Linked DNA regions of Sus scrofa: all the other regions are linked to region 1. The links are chromatin contacts, called in public HiChIP or PLAC-seq maps. All regions are on one chromosome and are shown on one strand. The core of a region is the stretch at or near the end of the contact, and the rest is flanking DNA. Distances in the headings are between cores, read along the strand shown.

The links. HiChIP or PLAC-seq counts read pairs in DNA pulled down with a chosen protein or histone mark.
Region 2: a contact with region 1 is called in an H3K27ac HiChIP or PLAC-seq map of alveolar macrophages. The contact joins two enhancer-like sites. A contact is called at or near these places in 2 of 47 Hi-C or Micro-C datasets (embryonic fibroblasts and fetal heart ventricle) and 1 of 2 datasets of contacts at active chromatin or transcription factors (alveolar macrophages).
Region 3: an H3K27ac HiChIP or PLAC-seq map of alveolar macrophages shows a contact between it and region 1, with 2.2 times the contacts expected there. The contact joins two enhancer-like sites. A contact is called at or near these places in 2 of 47 Hi-C or Micro-C datasets (embryonic fibroblasts and epiblast stem cells) and 1 of 2 datasets of contacts at active chromatin or transcription factors (alveolar macrophages).

What each region holds. Positions count from the first base shown.
Region 1 is chr12:15,804,811-15,807,917 of Sscrofa11.1, forward strand. The region is part of intron 1 of TANC2 (protein TANC2); the gene reads right to left. Among named protein-coding and RNA genes, the nearest start is that of TANC2, 7.5 kb to the right of the region's middle. Within about 2 kb of position 1,626, at least 6 of the 83 cell types and tissues checked have an H3K27ac peak or open chromatin away from gene starts, as enhancers often do. A contact at or near this core is called in alveolar macrophages, where this site is marked.
Region 2 is chr12:15,506,704-15,509,810 of Sscrofa11.1, forward strand. The region is part of intron 13 of TANC2 (protein TANC2); the gene reads right to left. Among named protein-coding and RNA genes, the nearest start is that of CYB561, 65 kb to the left of the region's middle. Within about 2 kb of position 1,563, at least 8 of the 83 cell types and tissues checked have an H3K27ac peak or open chromatin away from gene starts, as enhancers often do. A contact at or near this core is called in alveolar macrophages, where this site is marked.
Region 3 is chr12:15,543,212-15,546,318 of Sscrofa11.1, forward strand. TANC2 (protein TANC2) reads right to left here. Exons shown (of 27, transcript XM_021068126.1): 10 at 1,800-1,933. Among named protein-coding and RNA genes, the nearest start is that of CYB561, 100 kb to the left of the region's middle. Within about 2 kb of position 1,545, at least 1 of the 83 cell types and tissues checked has an H3K27ac peak or open chromatin away from gene starts, as enhancers often do. A contact at or near this core is called in alveolar macrophages, where this site is marked.

The sequences.
Region 1 (3,107 bases), core at 376-2,875:
GGGTTAAGGATCCAACTTTGCCGTGAGCTGTGGTGTAGGTTGCAGACGCGGCTCGGATCCCACGATGCTGTGGCTCTGGCATAGGCTGGTGGCTACAGCTCTGATTTGACCCCTAGCCTGGGAACCTCCATATGCCATGGGAGCTGCCCAAGAAATGGCAAAAAGACAAAAAAAAAAAAAAAAAATTATCTAAAGGTGAGGAATCATTATTAAGTTCATTTATTTAAAAATACAAAACTATCCAATCTAGAACCAAATTTGCACACAAGTGATCTTTCCCAAGGCATTAAGCAAGATATCTTCAGGATTAAACTAGTTTTTGTTTTACAACTAGCACAAACTTATTAATTTATGGATATTACAACCAAGGATAAAATTAAGATAAAGTGAGCTAAGTGCATTTAAAGAAAAATATTCAATGAATAATTACTCGCACATTATGTACACAAATTAGCAGAAACAGGCAAAATGTTACAGAAATAATTGAACCTTGGGGGAAAAAATGAGAGTTTGAATACTTAGAGGGGCACTTTTTCTAGTATATTATTTTACACTGTAAATAGGCAAGTACTTTTTATTAAGCAGATCACAAAAGAAAACCAACCACCCTGACTATCACATACAAATTTTTTTAAAAGACAATTTAAAAAGCAAACAATACGGCACATAGTGGCGGGGAGGGGGGGCACAGATAAAGTTATCACATAAAGTTTGAGTTATTTACAAAAATATGAAATGCTTGTAAAAGTAGAAAATATTTATATGATCAAATTGAAAAAACTGTCAAAGGGCTCAAGGTCTCAACAAGTGCTGTGGTTTTCCATCTTAGGGAAGAGATTAAAATTAATTTTTCACCAGTTTGTGGTGCAAAGGCAACTAGTACAAAAAGAAATGCATACTAGGAGTCTGCCCAAGAGCATCCTGCTTCTAAGAGTTTTTATTTTTAAGTTTACAGTTATTCAAGAACTTTCAGCTCTCTTCATATCCTCCATAAAAGAAATTATCAAGACACAAATAAAACTAATGAGTAGCCAAATTAACACGGATTTTTCAAAAAACCTTGCTAGGTTGACAAAGAGAGCAAGAGGGGTTCCAACTGTGGCACAACAGGATCAGCAGCATTTCTGGAGCGCTGGGACATAGATTGATCCCCAGCCCAGCACAAGTGGGTTAAGGATCCAGGCGAAGGTTGACACTGTGGCTCAATCTGATCCCTGGGTCAGGTAACTGCATATGCCTCAGGGCAGCCAAAAAAAGATGAAGACAAAATAACAAGAAAAAGCTGGACTGATAATGCTAGTAAAATATTGTGGAAAGGATCACATCAAAAAACAGGTCACTTCCCAAAACCTAATAAAAATTATCATTTATTAAGTACCAGACATCGTCCTAAGGATTTTTCACTGAAATTATTTCATCATCATCAAAACCCTGCAAGAGAGTTTTTAGCACGTTATACAATAGCTACCGAGTGATAATTTGACCTTGTTTTCATGATTCAAAAACTCACAAATTCAATGAAAAAACAAAACTCACAAACTCATGTTCTCCTATACAGTCTCATGACTCTAAAATTTCAAAAGCTTCTTACAACAAAGCAACAGTGTTGTCATCCTACAATACAGCAATGTCTGAATAACAACTTCCAAAGGAAGTTGCTCTTCCTCTTTAAATCCCTAAAAAAGGAAGAGCTAAGATTCTGTGAGGCTGAAGCAAAATTTGAGTATGTAGTAACTCTTCATTCCACATGTGTACTAAAGCTAATTACCTTCATTCACCCTAACACAATCCTCAGGAGCTCTACAGGATTCCATGGAATTTGAACAGAAACAGAATTCTAGAGTACCCATACCCATCAAGCGACTTAGCTTTGCCTTATCAAATTTCAGCAGTCAGAGCTAGAAATTGTGGGACCCCTTAACACAAAATTAGGAACAAAGGGCTAAGAAGAAACTTCCTTCACTTAAGCAGAGGGAATTTACTGAGATCTGAGGCAGTGTCTCCTGCCTAAATGATTAAATCACAGTTTATACATACCCACTCCCATTTCCAAATTTATTAGCTAATCTACTTACAGATGTCCCCACAGGTGGGGCAAGGGAGTTTCCCTGCCAAGAAAAAACTGGTGCCTATTTCTTTGTTGTCAATCTCTAATCAGATATGTCATCTGACATAACTATGTATGATAATGGTATTACAGACAAGGAAATAAGCATGGCTACCTGGACCAAAGATAAGTGTTTGGAATCACAAAAGTTTTCCATTGCTTATATACTTTCTTTGTGAATTTTAGGTCTGCAGTACTTGCTGACATTTATAAAAAGACATCTACAAGTCACTGTTTTCACGATACTCTTACCATTTAAAGAGTAAAATTTATCAACAATGGTCAGTGAAACTTTAGGAAAGTAATAAACTTTAAAACATTTTTTTCAACTATATTTTTCCCAAAGGTAGAATGAATATCTACAACACAAAACTGTTTGGGTTTTGTTTTGGTTTTTTTGTCTTGAACTGCCCCTGCGGCATACAGAAGTTCCTGGGCCAGGGATCAAACCTGCATCACAGAAGCAACCCAAGCCGCTGCAGTGACGCCACCAGATCCTCAGTCTGCTGTGCCACAAGGAACTCCCAAGACACAGAATTCTGAATTACAAATTTAGCTTTTATTTAAGGAAGAAGATGAAATGCCTATCCTCACCTGAAAGACTGGAGGAGTAAAGGTGGCATTATCAGGAAGTCAATAAACATATAATACATTGTAGGTAGTCAATAAATATTTAAGGGAATGATTTAATGTATTAATATACTGCATAGAAATCCCCCAACTTTCCCAACATAACAAATCTAACTCATATACCTTGAACATGATGTGTCTATATAATAAACTAATACACAAAAATCAAGGGTTTTTTCATATAACAATGACTCCTTTTAATACAAAATACATATATGAGAGACTCAGACCAGAGCAAATAAAGAAAAATGTTCTCTTACATGCTCTGCTCCAAACCTCTCCACTTGGGATACCTCTGCTGAGAAAAAAAATAGTAGAATCGAATAATACATTTTGTCAGAAACTTCTTCAGAGTTAGACATAACATGGG
Region 2 (3,107 bases), core at 313-2,812, 300 kb before region 1:
TATGGAGATTCCCAGGCTAGGGGTCTAATTGGAGCTGTAGCCACCGGCCTACGCCAGAGCCACAGCAACACGGGATCCGAGCCGCACCTGCAACCTACACCACAGCTCACAGCAACGCTGGATCGTTAACCCACTGAGCAAGGGCAGGGACCGAACCCGCAACCTCATGGTTCCTAGTCGGATTCGTCAACCATTGTGCCACGACGGGAACTCCCTGAAGTCATTTTTGATCCCTCCACATGCACCTTCCCTTCACCAAAAAAGACCATGTGCTTCCGAATATCTCCAAATGTCTACCTTACTCTCTGCTCTCACATGACAGGTCTTCGTATCCTTCACCTAGACTATTGCTCTAAACCTCATCATTACTATCCCTACAGGCAGTCTCTCCACTTCTTCATCTTCCATAGACTGCTTGTGAGAGCTATTTTGGACATTATCAGAGTTATTAGCTCATTAGTTATCAGTCTCCTCCTCCTCACAAAATTAAAGGCAATTCCTGCTATCCACAGAACAAACCGTAAAGTCTTAAACACGGTATTCGAGGCCTTTTTTCCTAGGGACCCTTCCCATCACTCTCTCTGGTCATGTGTCTCCTTTTCTAATGAGAGTTTCTCACAATTCCCCCAGGGCACTTCTTGTCGTCATTCCTGCCTTTGCTCTTGCCATTACATTTTCTAGCCTGCCCACAGTGCTCTCCTGCTCCGACACTGCTTAATGGAGTCAACTCACCTCTCAAGGCTGAACCTGAATGTCACTTATTCTGCAAAGCATATTCTTTTTGTCTAGGTTCCCTTGGTACTTTGTGCTGTGGCACGGTCATTGGTTGTGTCGGATGTCTCTTTAGGAGGAAATGGCTTTAGGGCCAGGGGTGTATTATTCACCTAAGTTTCTCCAGTATGTGGCATAATCCTTGGTGTAGAGTAAAAGTTCAGTAAATGTTCCATGAATGAAGAAATACCAGGCAGATGGGTTCAAGGAAGAGCAACACAGGACTTCCAGATCCACAGGACTTCTAATGCGCTACCTGATTCAGTGCTGAATGTGCAGGCATCTCTGTTGTCACTGATCAACTGTGAAATGAGTGGGACGATGACTCAAATATTGGGAACAGATTGACAAGCCTGATATTTTCCACCTCTCATCTCAAAAATTCTGCCTGCAGTTAAACTTTGGTGGTTGCTGCCTTACACTCTGCTTGTTGCAAACGACACCCACATCTTTACAAAAATTCCTTCCTCCAGCTTCTGCTTATCAGTTAGTAACTGCTTTGGCATGTTCTTTTTGTGGCTTTCTCATGGAACCTGAATACAAAATACATTTCTAGTCAGCTTGTCTTCCTGTTTCATATTCAATGTGGAAATGAAAGAGCTGATGATAAGCAGGAGACTCTAAGTGTGCCCGAGATGTATTTTTGTAGAAATGGATGCAACAGCACAGTCTCTTTTTAAACACAGAACTTGGAGAGAAATTTGCTTTCTCCCACTCTGCCTCACAGTTTCCTACTGTCCTCCTGTTGTGTTAATGCATCACGGGCCCTAGGAGAATGGACACTTCTCTGCCAATGAAGTCTCTAGGCATCTGGCAGGGCTTCATGAGGCAGAAGAGCTATGACTCTATTGAACTGTCACAGTTTGAAACAACAACAATAGGCAAAGGAAGATTTGTCACTTCCTCCTCCGAGTTCCTCAGTTCTTTGTTGGTATCTCCAGCACAGCCCTCTGCCTTAGATGATAGCTAGTTATAAATGTGCCTGTTAAATCCACTAACCTGTAAGTCCTGCAGACAGACCCATCCCCTGCAGTGTTTAACACAGAGCTTCGAACATATTACTTAATACATGTTCACCGAATGTGTGCATAAATGCATGTCTTCACTTGATCCTGATGCGTGGTAACCAAAGAAGCAGAAGATACTCTCTACTGAACTGTGAGAAGAGTTTCTCAAATACTTTCAGTTTTAAGCTTAAAAATTAATGCCGCTGACCATTTCTTTGTTCACTCACTGCTTGCTTATTTTTTTGTACTGAGTGTTTGCTGTGTGCCATGCACTTCATTAATGATGAGGAAGACCATGATGAGTGTGACAGGAAGGCTCCTGTCCTCACTGAATTCACTCACATTCTAGAGGGTAACGTGGACAACACATAAGTATTCACAGACAACAAATTAATACAAGACTGTGAGAAGTGTCAGAGAGTAAGCAGGATAACAAAACCCGGAAGGACTTCCTTAGATTAGCTGACAAGTGGAACAAGGAGGTGGCCGTTAAGTAGAGATCTGAAGGAGAGAGATCCTCCCAAGTGATGACAGAGGGAAAGTGAGCTCCAGATGGAGGCAACTGTTAACGTGCAAAGGGCCAGGGGTGGAAAAGAGCTCAGCGAGTTCTAGGAACTTGCAGATAACCAATTATGACTAGAAAATGGTGAATAAGTAGGCAGAGCTAGCTTATAACAAAGGGCTTTGAAGAATCCAGCTTCAATTTTATTCTAGTCACAAGAAGCCACTGAAGGATTCTCAGGAGAGGTTGCATGGTCTGATTTGTGTTTTTCAGAAATTGCTTGGGCTGCTGATGGAGAATGGACTGAAGAGGAGGACCAATGAAGACACTAGAGTAGCCCACATGAGAGCCCAGGGTGTGGTCTGCGGTGATGTAAATAAGCGGATACTTACAAGTAAAATGTGGATGGTATAACCAACTGGATACACGGATGGCTACAGTGAATACATGTCTCACAGCTGCAGGTTCTTACGGTTGAGCAAGGAAAGGGTATTAGTGTTGATTTTACCAAACATGGAGATTGCTGCTTTTGGAAAGTCTAGAGACAGCTGAGAAGGTTGCTCTACTCACAAAAAAGAAAATGTGCTGTCATATCCCACTAAGCTGGCAATAACTCCTGCTGATTATAATCTTGGTTTGACACATCAAAAAGTCTACAAACAATAAATGTCGGAGATGGCGTGGAGAAAAGGGAATCCTCCTACACTGTTGGTGGAATATAAATTTAGTACCACCGCTATGGAGAACAGTATGGAGGATCCTTAGCAACTAAAAATAGAGCTACCATATGATCTAACAATCCCACTCCTGGGCATATAGCTGGAGAA
Region 3 (3,107 bases), core at 295-2,794, 260 kb before region 1:
GGGGAGGAAACTGTCAATAAATAATACAAAAGCATTTCCCTGCATCAAAAAATACCTCCAGGAGTTCCCGTCGTGGCTCAGTGGTTAACAAATCTGATGAGGAACCATGAGGTTCCTGGCCTCACTCAGTGGGTTAAGGGTTCAGCGTTGCCATGAGCTGTGTTGTAGGTCACAGACATGGCTTGGATCCCGTGTTGCTCTGGTGTAGGCTGGTGGCTACAGCTCCAATTAGACCCCTAGCCTGGGAACCTCCATATGCCACGAGTGCAGCCCTAGAAAAGGCAAAAAGACCGAAAAAAAAAAAAAAAAAAAAAACCCAGCAAACTCCAGCTCAACAGATATCAATGTAACTCAACAGAATAAGAAAAAAAATTTACACAAGAACAATGGTGATAAAAAGAAGATTCCAAAAACTTCTGAAGAGAGAAAAAAAGTGTGTGTATATATATATATATATATATATATATATATATATACACACACACACACACATATATATATATACACACATATATATATATACACACACACACACACATATATATATATACACACACACACATATATATATATAAGAGTTAGGAATAAGAATAGTACTGTATTATTTAACAGCAACATTGGAAGTTCAAGATGGATGTCTTCAAAATTCTGAGGGAAAATAACTTTTAACTTTGAACTATATTATGTCAAACAAACAGTAATGTGTAAGAATGGAATAAAGATGCTTTTAGGAACATTAAGTCTCAAAAAACTTACCTCCGATGCAAGCCACTAGAAAATGTGCTCCATCAAAATAAGGAATCAAGAAAGAAGATGACATGGGATCAAAAAGTAACAGGAATTTCCAGGATTAACAACGAGGTGTTAAGCCTTGAGAGCATTCTAGGTCCAGGTAAAGCTCAATGAAGCTCTAGGATAAATGTCTCCTGGCCCAGGAGGATGTAACTGATGAGGAAAACTGTACTGAGAGGCACTGTACAAAGCATTAGAGTTTTGAAGGAATAAAAGCAAATTTTAAAATGAGGCGCTTCATTACTCAGGAAAAGCAAAATTGCTCAAAAAGAAAATGTTATCCTTGGTTCCACAGTGAACCATATTTGTGCAATACAAATACTGCAAATACTATACCACAGATTCATACAAAAATTATGATGTAACTGTACTGTGATGGTAGTGGGAGGAAGGAAGGTGAAAGAGTTAAAATTCTCATCCACCGTAATAAATAACAAACATATATGAAACAGATTAAAATTTAGAGCAGTACATGAATATTATTTAGAAACAAGGAGGTAAAGAACAGAGAAACATCTCTCAATGTAGAAGGTGACTGCCTTGGGGAGAGGGTAGGTTGACGAGGGGAAGAGAATGTCTGGTTTTTATTGTTAAGTCTGAACATCATGTGATTTCCTAAACCATGTGTAGAAGCTCCTTTGATGAAAACAGAACTGTAAAACCCAGCTCCATGAACATTCATGGATAGTGTAGTGTAACAGGAAGAGTTTCAAGTGAGGAATGAAAATAAAAAAACCACTGATTACTTACCTACTATGATCTTGGGTAAATCACAGAGTTTGCATTTTAACTTCCTTATCTATCATGGGACTCTGGTTATTTCAAAGGCCCTGATTCCGTAACAGTAAAGTATTTTTCTAGGAACAGCAAGGAAAGAAACCCTTTCTCCACGTTCTCACGGTGTACCTGTATGTTCTTTTGTTCATGTGGCCAGGGGTCTCCCTACCTGTGCCCCCTTGATGATAAAAAGGAACCAGCATGCCTGCAAGCGCGCGATCCTAGTGTACCTGCGAGGCGAGTCTCCGCATGGCCTCCTCCTGTCGCCGGCGCATTTCTGGAGTTCCTGGGCAGCTTCCACTGGTGATGGAGGAGTGGGCTGACGGTGGCTGTGTGAGTGGCAGCTCTCTGTTGGCATCCACATCTGGATTAAAAAGATGAGATGTTTGCATCAGATAATCATAAAACTCCGAACTAAAGTAAGATGGGTTAAATTTCATTTCTTCTTTGATCCAGCAATTCTACTCCTAGGTATGTACCCAAGAGAATTAAAAACATATGCCCATGTAAAAACTTGTACACAAATGTTCAAAGAATCCAGGGTCATAATTGCCCCAAAGTGGAAACAACTCAAATGTCCATCCACTGATGCATGGATAAAATACGGTATAGCCACACGATGGAACATGACCCGACATTAAAAAGATATGAGATACTGATATATGCTACAACACGGACAACTCTTGAAATATTACACTCACTCAGAGAAACGGTCTTACAAAAGACCATACAGGATATGAGTCTATTTAGGTGAAATGCCCCGAAGAGGGAAACCCATAGGAACAAAAAGCAAATTAGTGGTTACCGAGGGGTGGAGTTAGGGACCTAGGGGGGAAATGGAGATTAATTGCCAGTGGGCATGGGATTTCTTCTAGGGGGAATGAAAATGTTCTAAGATTATAGTGACTGCTGCACCCCTCAGTGAATATACTAAAAAGCACTGAATTGAATGATTTAAATGGGTGAATTACACGGTATGTGAATTGCAGCTTAATAAAGGTGTTTTTAAAAATTCTACTTGTTTATGTTATTCAGATAATAACTACTGCTAGAAATTATAGACCACGACTATGAATACAGATATTTTAAAAACAGGCATGAAATAAGTAGACTGTTATTTGATGGTCAATGGCTATGGAAGAGGAGGAGGAAGAGGGGAAACTGCTCTCATTTAACTCCCTACTGGTAGGACTGAATTGAGACTTCTTCCACCCAACTGGCATAATAAATTTCCTGGACACTGGACAGAGTTATGAATAAATTGTAGGAGGGTGGGTGTGGGGAATGGTTGTGAAAAAAGACAGAAGAAATGTGTGCAGTTAAGTGACTGTCACCTTATCCTGCCTGCGGCTTACTCCCTCTCCCCAGCCCATTCTCCTCCATCTGGTATTTTATTTTGTGGATAAATATTGTCTGAGTACCTTCTACCTTCCAGCTCGTCCCTTTTTGTTTTGTTTTGTTTTTGTCTTTTTAGGGCCGCACCTGTGGCACATGGAAGCCCAGGCTAGGGGTCGAACCGGCCTATGTCACAGCCACAG